Regions from separate parts of the Pan troglodytes genome. Here regions 1 and 2 are each linked to region 3. The links are chromatin contacts, called in public HiChIP or PLAC-seq maps. All regions are on one chromosome and are shown on one strand. The core of a region is the stretch at or near the end of the contact, and the rest is flanking DNA. Distances in the headings are between cores, read along the strand shown.

The links. HiChIP or PLAC-seq counts read pairs in DNA pulled down with a chosen protein or histone mark.
Region 1: an H3K4me3 HiChIP or PLAC-seq map of stem cell-derived excitatory neurons shows a contact between it and region 3, with 8 times the contacts expected there. The contact joins the promoter of ATF4 here to the promoter of CBX7 in region 3. A contact is called at or near these places in 1 of 7 Hi-C or Micro-C datasets (induced pluripotent stem cells) and 1 of 1 datasets of contacts at active chromatin or transcription factors (stem cell-derived excitatory neurons).
Region 2: an H3K4me3 HiChIP or PLAC-seq map of stem cell-derived excitatory neurons shows a contact between it and region 3, with 4 times the contacts expected there. The contact joins the promoter of LOC129138516 here to the promoter of CBX7 in region 3. A contact is called at or near these places in 1 of 7 Hi-C or Micro-C datasets (induced pluripotent stem cells) and 1 of 1 datasets of contacts at active chromatin or transcription factors (stem cell-derived excitatory neurons).

What each region holds. Positions count from the first base shown.
Region 1 is chr23:41,517,354-41,520,412 of NHGRI_mPanTro3-v2.0_pri, reverse strand. It overlaps ATF4 (activating transcription factor 4), which reads right to left and starts at 1,720. Exons shown (of 3, transcript NM_001252517.2): 1 at 1,531-1,720; 2 at 611-928; 3 at 1-509. The coding sequence starts at 836.
Region 2 is chr23:41,498,842-41,501,881 of NHGRI_mPanTro3-v2.0_pri, reverse strand. LOC129138516 (mitochondrial ribosome and complex I assembly factor AltMIEF1) reads right to left here and starts at 1,664. Exons shown (of 4, transcript XM_054675905.2): 1 at 1,421-1,664; 2 at 146-172; 3 at 1-57. LOC107970250 (a long non-coding RNA gene) reads left to right here and starts at 1,652. Exons shown (of 2, transcript XR_001712715.4): 1 at 1,652-1,821; 2 at 2,263-3,040.
Region 3 is chr23:41,150,972-41,154,087 of NHGRI_mPanTro3-v2.0_pri, reverse strand. It overlaps CBX7 (chromobox 7), which reads left to right and starts at 1,388. Exons shown (of 6, transcript XM_515139.8): 1 at 1,388-1,687. The coding sequence starts at 1,619. The region is part of intron 1 of LOC129138513 (a long non-coding RNA gene); the gene reads right to left.

The sequences.
Region 1 (3,059 bases), core at 471-2,970, 370 kb before region 3:
GCTCCTATTTGGAGAGCCCCTGGTAGAGGGGCTGTGCTGAGGAGACCCCAGATAGGACTCTGGGCTCATACAGATGCCACTATCATTATCTGAAGGGGTGTCTTCCTCCTTTATGCACTGAGGGATCATGGCAACGTAACCAGTGTAGTCTGGCTTCCTATCTCCTTCAGTGATATCCACTTCACTGCCCAGCTCTAAACTAAAGGAATGATCTGGAGTGGAGGACAGGACCCCTGAGGAAAGGGGAAGAGGTTGCAAGAAGGTGAAGGGGGCAACCTGGTCGGGTTTTGTTAAACTTTCTGGGAGATGGCCAATTGGGTTCACCGTCTGGGGGGGCTCCTTATTAGTCTCCTGGACTAGGGGGGCAAAGAGATCACAAGTGTCATCCAACGTGGTCAGAAGGTCATCTGGCATGGTTTCCAGGTCATCTATACCCAACAGGGCATCCAAGTCGAACTCCTTCAAATCCATTTTCTCCAACATCCAATCTGTCCCGGAGAAGGCATCCTCTGCAAAACATTTGAGTGATGGGGCCAAGTGAGTCAGATACAAAGGTAGGAGGCCCCTAACCCTAGATCCCACCCGGACGATGTGGTGGTGGCCCACTCACCCTTGCTGTTGTTGGAGGGACTGACCAACCCATCCACAGCCAGCCATTCGGAGGAGCCCGCCTTAGCCTTGTCGCTGGAGAACCCATGAGGTTTGAAGTGCTTGGCCACCTCCAGGTAATCATCTAAGAGACCTAGGCTTTCTTCAGCCCCCAAACCCGACTGGTCGAAGGGGGACATCAAGTCCCCCACCAACACCTCGCTGCTCAGGAAGCTCATTTCGGTCATGTTGTGGTGCTTTGCTGGAATCGAGGAATGTGCTTAATTCGAAGGTGTCTTTGTCGGTTACAGCAACGCTGCTGCTGAATGCCGTGAGAAGCCTGAATGAGAATCAGAAGCCAACTCCCATTAGAGGTTAGCTGTTCTGAGAATTTCATCCTTCCACTTATGAGGCGGGACTTCTCTAGATCGGCCATCTAGAGAATCGGGAACAGGGCAGTTGTATCTGCCCCTCCCTGCTTGCAACTCAGGTTCCACAAAATGGACGCTCACGGAGACCAGGCAATTCTTCCACCGGCCGCCAAGAGGAAGGCGCTCCGTCCCCACGTCCAAATGCGGCCAGGGCGGCCGCGCCCCGCCCACCGCCCGCCCTTGACTCACGCCCGCGCCGCCGCCCTGCCGCCGCCATCTTGGTTCCTGCCACGTTTCGCGGGGCAACAGCCAAGACCCCTGGGACCCTTGCGGGGCTCGGGGTCCGAGGGCTGTAGGGCCCCTGGGGAAGCAGTCCGGGCACCCGACTGCGCTTTCCCGATCCCAGGCACGCGAGCGTCTCGGGGACACCCAAGCAAAGACCACGCGTCCCGGGCGCTCGTTAAATCGCTTCCCCCTTGGCGGCACCGCCCTGGCCCCAGGCCGCACCCCACCAATCCAAAACCCGCGTCGGCCCCAGGAGCACAGCTGGACGACCCGCCCCGGTACTCACGCCATGGCTTAAGCCGCTGGGGGTTGCCGCTGCAGAGCCTGGTGCTGCTGCCGCCGCTGCAAAGGCCAATGCTGCCGCAGGCACTGCTGCCCCTAATACGCCATGGTGGCCGTGGACCCTGAGGGCGGGGAGGAGGGAAAACGCACACGTGCAGGGAAAACTACATCTGTGGGCGGGCAAAGTAGAAATGGCTGCAGTGGCCGCCCGCCGGCCCTTTATAGATTTCGTCTCTATGGGGACGCAGCACAGACGCATCCTTCCGCCGCGACCACGTGACCGTCTCCTCCCGCCCGCTCCCTTCCCTCCCTCCCTTTGACGCCCCAACCGTTTATGCCCAGGGCGTAGCTGTGACGAGAAAAGGAGTTTGTTCTTATGGCCTCACGAAAGGAGAGAGGCGTACTACTTTACTAGGCTTCTATGATCAGAGTCCGTTCTTTCCTTCGCCGCCGGAGCGCGGAGTGATCTCCCAGACACGCCTCGCTTCCGGTGTCAGCGCAGTGGGCGGGGAAAGGTCGTTTTCCGGCGAAGAGTTTTTATTGTGAAGGGCGAGGACGCCAGGTTATCGCGCGAGGTGCTGGCGAAGAGCGCGCGTCAAGGTGATTGGCCCAGGCCCGGTGAATCATATATACCTCGAGCTCTTATTGGCTCAGGGCCCTAGATGGGCGGCTGCTGGGAGAGGGATCCCGGGGTCCGCGTGGGAAGGGTAGGGGTCTCGGGTCTCTGCTAGGTCTCTGCTAGTCCTCAGCCAGCCTCGCCTGCTGGCCCGCCACGATCGCGCTGGCTCCTGCCCCCAGGCGGCCTTAGCCCAGCGCACCCCTTAGTGGCCTCAGGGACCAGCCCCTGCGGTCGGATCCCGCCGCCCTCAGTGGAGGTCCGCACTGGTGGCCCCGCCGCCGCTCCCAGCCTGCGCGTCCTTCGGTTGCGGGTGGTGATTTGTGGCCTGCGGAAACCGGGGGGTTACCTGTTCCAAGCCTGAGTTTTCCAGAGGCCCCATTCATAGCCGACACGGCGCTGCTGCCCCCGGGAGGTTGAAGGGGCCTCGAGAGGGCGCGCCGGGCCTGTCCACCTACCCCCAAAGGCCGGCTGAGTCTGCATGGCTCCTCCTAAACTCTGGAAAGGAGCCGGGAAGACGCGCCGTCCTGTCGCCCAACCTGGGTTTTTACAATTTTCATCCGGCTCAAGTGCAAGGCTGCCACAGAATAGCATCATAGAGGAACTTCTGGTGTCCGAAGATTGCGTTCTCCTAAGAACAAGATTTTCTTCGCTGCCGTCTCCCTGGGGTAGTTCGGATTCACTCCGGATTCTGAACTCCCCGGCCTAACCCGCTTTTCAGCAGTCACGCCCATGGCCCAGGGAGGAGAGGCGCTTGGGAACCCACGGCCACTTACTGGGGGTTGTGCGTTGGGAAGGGGTAGTCTGTTTTAAGAATACAAGAAACCTCCCCATCATCTTTCAGCCCCTTCCAGTCAGGCCCTGTGAAGGTGGAAACTTTGAGTTTCCGCCTCCATTTCACTGGGCCACACAAGTAT
Region 2 (3,040 bases), core at 415-2,914, 350 kb before region 3:
TATTTTGAGAACTGTGCACGTAATGAACGGTAATAGAACTTCAACACAGGGGGTGATCTAGGAGGGTTGAAGACAAGCACTCAGCCATACTTGAATCCTGGCACCAACACTTACGAGCTGCATGACCGTGGGCAAGTCTCCTAACCTCTCTGTGACTGTCTCAGTTCCTCATCTGTGAAGTGAGGATAAAAATCATATTTTGCCCATACGGTTGGCATAAGCACTAAATGAGTTTAATGTATGTGAATATGTTTAGAACAGCACTTGGCACACACGAAGCACTCTATCAACAGCAGCTATTATTAATAGCACCTAGCCAGGTTTGTAAATGCTCAATAAATAATTACATTTAAGTATAAACTGCCACTGCCTTCCTTCAGTAACAATAAACCCTTACACAAGCATATCTGTAAAGTGCTTTGTTGCCCATGACCACATTTAAATTAAGAATCTAGAAGGTGGTCAGGGTTCTTAGTAACAGTAAATGCTTACTGCATTATATTGCACTATATACAACGTGCAATGTTCGAAGCATGTCTCACATAACAACTCATTCTGTCAGCTACCCTAGGGGTCAACATTACCCCATTTTAAGTGGAGGAAACAATCTCCCAGAGGGAAGTAACTTGCCCGCGGGCCCACAACTGTCAAGGGGAGGGCTGCACTCCTGACCCCAACTCTGCCTGCCTCTGGAATGAGTTACCCTTTGCTGGAGCCGGACCGTGTGTACAGCACTTCTGGGTGCTCCACGAACTTTCCCAGCACAGCGCTTGGCACATACAAGGGGCTCAAAATTATGCGTAACGGAGAGAATTTCACAACGTCCCCATGTGGAAGAAATGATCACCTCCGTTTCAGAAATAATGACACCAAGTGGGGGAAGTATTTGGCTGGAAAAAAAGATTGGACTTTGGGCCCAAACTCCGCTAGCCCTTAGCCTCCGGCCTTGCTAACTTCCTGCGCAAGCTTGAGCAAGCCACCATCCCTGCCCATTTTTCCTCAACTGTTTAAGAGATCCCTCGGCCCTAAGGACCTCCCGATGCAGAAAATCAACAGAAGTGTTTGATGCTGTAAAAGGCGACTGTCACGGCGAGGGCTGTAACTACAAGGTCGCTGGGCGACTGGGCGGCTGAGCCCCAGCCAGTCTGCACTTCACCAACCGTGGGGGCCGGGCCGGGGTGCGGAGGCCCAGAGGCCAGGGCAGGCCTGCTTCGGGGCACTGGAGGTCTCCGAGGTTGGGGCGGGGCAGCCGAGGGGTCTCCCAGGGGAAAGTCCCGGGCGGGATGGGGCGAGACCCCCGGCTGCATGCTGGTATAATGACTCCGGGCCGCATGCGAGGCGCCGGCAGCAGCCTGAGAGGAGGCGCTGCAACCTCCCGGCCGCCCAGCCGCCGGCGGCCCTCATTCCTTCTCTCACTCACCCGCAGGCCGCGCGCGCTACCACTCCGCAGGACTCGCCTCTGGCCGGGTACCTCTCCCCGGCTCACCCATCAACATGGCCCCTTCACTTCCGGGACACGACCTTGCGCACGGAGCTGCGAAGGGGCTGAAGGGAGCACGAGGGCGAGCGGAGGCGGAGGGACTTCCGGTCTTCTCCAAGCTCTCTCGGGCCCCGCCCCCTGCGCATGATTCCGCCCCCCAATCCTGAGCCCCGCCTCCGTGTGTGACCTCACCAAGGGACGGGCCTGCAGAGGCCACTCGCGCCCCGCCCACAGAGGACTCCGGTGTCCGGGTCCGGCTGTGGGTACCGGGGTGGTCCCGATGCTGCAGAACTTCAGAGGGCAGGAGGTAGCCTCGCTGTCCAACAAGGCTGCCGCACCGGGTAGGCCCCTCACCTGCTGGCAGCCCCTTAGCCTGTCGGGGTACCTGGCCAGCCTCCTGTACTGTATATGCTGATCTCTGGCTGGGGCCCTGGGGTACCTGAGGGAATTCTAACACTAATATTCAGAGCTCCTCCAAACCCATTTTCTCAGATCGCCTTCTTTTCATCCCTCCATGCTGTTCCTACTCCCCAGGCCCCATGGCTTCTGGCAAACTCCTACCCTTCCTTCAAAGTCTACCTCAAATGTCCCCCTTCACTGGGAAATCTCTCCCAGCCCCTTCCTCGCCTCCCTCTAACACACTCACGTGCCTTCTTTGGGCCCCACGGAAATGTCTGCACATCTTAAGCCTCATAATCTGTTCAACAACAAAACGTATTTCTTGGCGCCTACCATTTGCCAGGCACTGTAATTTACCCATTTGCTTCTCTGTCTCTCACTAGATTTGAGGACGGAGGCCGTGTCTCTATGGAAGCTCCCTCCCCCAACTGCCTCCCTCCATGCCTGGCTCTGCCAAGCCCAGGGCCTGGGGCTTTGGAGTCCGGGGCCACTGGGGCCACCGCTGGCTCCTAGTTCCAGTTCCACCACTTAGGGACAGCTGCCCTCTGCCAAGTTTCCTAACCTCACCCAGCCTTGGGGCTGTGGTGAGGATTAAAAGGTAATATCTACCAGTAGAGGGGTGGGCAATTGCAGAATAGTCAGGCTATCTGATAAAAGGACGAGAACCAGGAGAAGAACATTGCAGGGAAGAGCATTTCAGGCCTCCCCCCAGGTAAGCCTTTAAGCTCAGCGTGGTCTAGGAGCCACAGGGAGAAAGCCAGTGCTTTCGCAGCTGGGTGAGCAGGAGCTGGGAAAGAGGCCAGAGGGGAGGCCCTTATCAGAACTGGGAGGGAGATGGCGGGTGCAAAGGAACCACAGCAGGGTTCAGAGCCAAGAAGTGCTGGGATCTGACTTCCCTTTCAACGGGATCTGTCTGGCTTGAGAATAACGGAATGGAACCAGGGCTGAGGCAGGGAGACCAATCAAGAGTCTGTTGCAGGGCTGGGCACGGTGGCTCACGCCTGTAATCCCAGCACTTTGGGAGGCTGAGGTGGGCGGATCTACTTGAGGTCAGGAGTTCGAGACCAGCCTGACCAACATGGTGAAACCCCATCTCTACTAAAAATACAAAAATTAGCCGGGAGTGGTGGCATTGTACCTGTAATCCCAGTTACTTGGGAG
Region 3 (3,116 bases), core at 139-2,638:
TGCCTGAAGTTCCCGCTTTGGAATCTCCCTCCGGAGGGTCTGCCAGTGGCAAACTCTTAAGTTTTTGTATTTGTAAGTGCTATGATTTCACCTACGTTCTGGATACATGTGCCTCATACTGGGTACATAATTCTTGAAATACATTTTCACTGAATATATAAGTCTAAGATGATGGTTATTTTCTCTCTGGCTTTGTTGCTCTTGATGAAAAGTCAGGTGTGAATCTATTATTCTCTTTTTCTATGTGCCAGAAAGAGGTGTTGGATTTTATTGTGAGGGAAATAGGGAGGAAAATTTTTAAGCACAGGGTGACCCCGTCAGATCTGCATTTTAGAAGCACACTCTGGCACTGTGTGGCTCAGATCGGAGGGAGGGCAGCTCCGCGAGGTCTCTGCTGTGGTCCAGAGAAAAGACGGGGCGAACCTGGGAGGTGGCTGCGGTGAGGGAAGGCAGACCAGAGTCCCCGAGGGGATGCCGGAGCGACAGAAGTTGGGGTCAGTGCAGGAAGGAGCAGGGACGACTCCGGGCTCCCAGTGAGGAATGGAGGCGCGTTAGCGAAAAAGGAAGGGGGGTGGGGAATCAAGAGTTCGTCTCGTGCCACAAATGGCTGAGCCCCCACTACGCACCTAGCGCCCAGTACACGCGGGTTTGGGGAAGGCTGGGGCAGCGCGGCGGCAAAATCCGTCCCCGGGGGACCTCAGCTCCACCGCGGCCGCTCCTGCCGCGAACGAGGGACCGGCCCGGGAGCCCTCGAGGCAGCGCCCGCGTCTGACCCGTGCGTCTGGGCACCGACCACCGAGGGTCGGATGGACAAATGGAAGGGCGGATGGAGGGGTGGGTGGACGGACGTGGAGACACTGGCCAAACTGCGCCGCGGAGAAGGCCGGATTAGGGAGACCTCGGCCCTGCGACGTCCGGACACGGTGGGAAGCCTTTTGGGTCCCGGCTTTCCTGCAACTCGAGGGGCTGCGCCTCGGGCCCAGTCTCCTCCGCTGCGGGAGGTGAGCAAATGGCCTCCCCGCTCTGAGCCTTGACTTTGTCGTCGGCTCCACTGGGCCCTGCCACTTCGGCCCCTGGCAGTCACCGGGAGGCTATGAGGCGCCCGCCTGGGTATTAAGGATCACGTCCCGCCCCGGCGTCACAGCGAGACGGGGCGCGCGAGCCTCCGCCCCGCCCCAGCCGGTGACCGAGCCAAATAAGTCCCACGGCCGCGCTCGCGGCTCGCGGCCCGCGGCCCAATCGCAACCCGCGGGGGCGGATCCCGGGGGCGCGGCTCCGACGGGGGCGGGGCTCCGACGGGGGCGGGGCTCGGGGGCGGGGCTCGGGGGCGGGGCTGACCCTCAGGGCGCGAGCCGAGCCCGCGGCCGGTCCGCGCGCTCCCGCCCCGCCCCCTCCTTGCGCGCGCTCGCTCGCTGGCGCCGAGGAAAACGTTGCGCAGGTTCAAAAATGGAACGTCGGCGGCGTGAGGGAGCGCGAGGGGGTGTGCGCGCGTGCGCGTGCGCGCCCGGACGAGGGTGACGGGGACCCCGCCAGCCCCAGCATCGCGCGCCGCAGCCGCGGCCCCGCAGCTCCGCCCCCGGCCCGGCCCGGCCCCGGGCCCGCTCGCCCGCCGCCCCGCATGGAGCTGTCAGCCATCGGCGAGCAGGTGTTCGCCGTGGAGAGCATCCGGAAGAAGCGCGTGCGGAAGGTGAGGCTGCCCGGGGGCGGCTCCCAGGACCCCAGTGGGGTCCCTCCCGTCCCCAGCACCGCTCCCTCCACGCTGGGGCTGAAGGGGAAAGCGGGGCGCGGGGGCCCCGGCAGCCCTGCGCTGCTGGGCCCGTCTCCCCAGCCCGTGCCTCAGTTTCCCTGCCACCGTGTAGGGCGAGTAGAACAAAAGTTGTCGCTCCAGGATGCTAGTGGCGGCCGAGCCTGCCTGAGCTGGAGATTAGGATCGGACGTAGGGATCCTCAGCGCCATCCCACCTCGCTCCCCTTTTATTGTAAATATGGGGAGACTGAGGCCCAAGTTGAAAGGACTTGCCTAGCGCGTTATGGTCAGAGCTGGGTCTTGAACTCGGGACTCTGGACGTTGGCACCAAATCCTTTCAAGTTGTAAGTGGAGCTTTGGAAAAGTCTCCTCCGGCCTCTGAAGTTTTCCTGCTGGACTTTGGCCTTTTCCGATCCTGCCCCCTCTACCCCCACCCGAGCACATCCCTATTCCCCGCCCCCACCCCCACCTCAACTCCTAGCCCAGGCCAGGGCTCTGAAGCCCGCCCCCTGCGCTGGGGCATCCCCTAGTCTCCTACCCCATCTGCCTTCTTCAAAACATACACCCTGCAATTTAGGAGGTGTCTGTTCTGCTGGTTTCAGAACCCCACACTTTGGGGCTAGACTTTGTCCGGGCCTGGCGTCTACACCTCCCGTGCACTTGTTTGGCGAGGGGGCTCGCCTAAGGCTGGGGAAATCCTTGGGGAGAAGTTCCTTTCCTGTTATGCACTACTGTCCTTCCTTTGTCTCCTCCTCCCTGCAGCCCTTTGGGAGGCTCCAGGCCGACTGGGAGGGGCCTTAGGGGGTCACCTCCTCCCATTTAACAGAGACAAAAACTGAGGCCCAGGCAGAGGAAGTGACCTGCTCAAGGTCACCGAGCAAGTTAGATAGGGAGGTAGAGCAGGAGCTCAACTGGGCTGATTGGCAGCCCATCTTCTTTCTCCATAGAGAAAACTCAGTCCTGGCATCTCGGGCCAAGGGTGAAGGTCAAGGTGGTCAGGAGCATCTTTTCTTCCTCCAGCTGTGCTTGGGGTTTTACTCTTCTGATTGAGGCAGCTGTTCCTCCTCCTTCTTTTTCCTAGGGTTTCCTCCACTTAAAAGAGAATTAATTTATTCCACAAAGCTCAGTGCTTTTTGTGCTGTGTAGCCTGAAGCAGGCACAGCACTAACTCCCTCTACGATGGAGCCCGCAGGGTAGCACAAGAGGGCGAGATCATCATTCCTTCGGCCAGTCACTCAAAATATTTATTGAGGGTTGGTCAGGTACCAGGCACCAGTCTAAGCCCCAGGGATCCATCCCTTCCCTCAGGGAGCTGGCATTCTGCAGAGGCGGCACACAGTGAATGAGGAGATACAGACAGATGCCTTCAG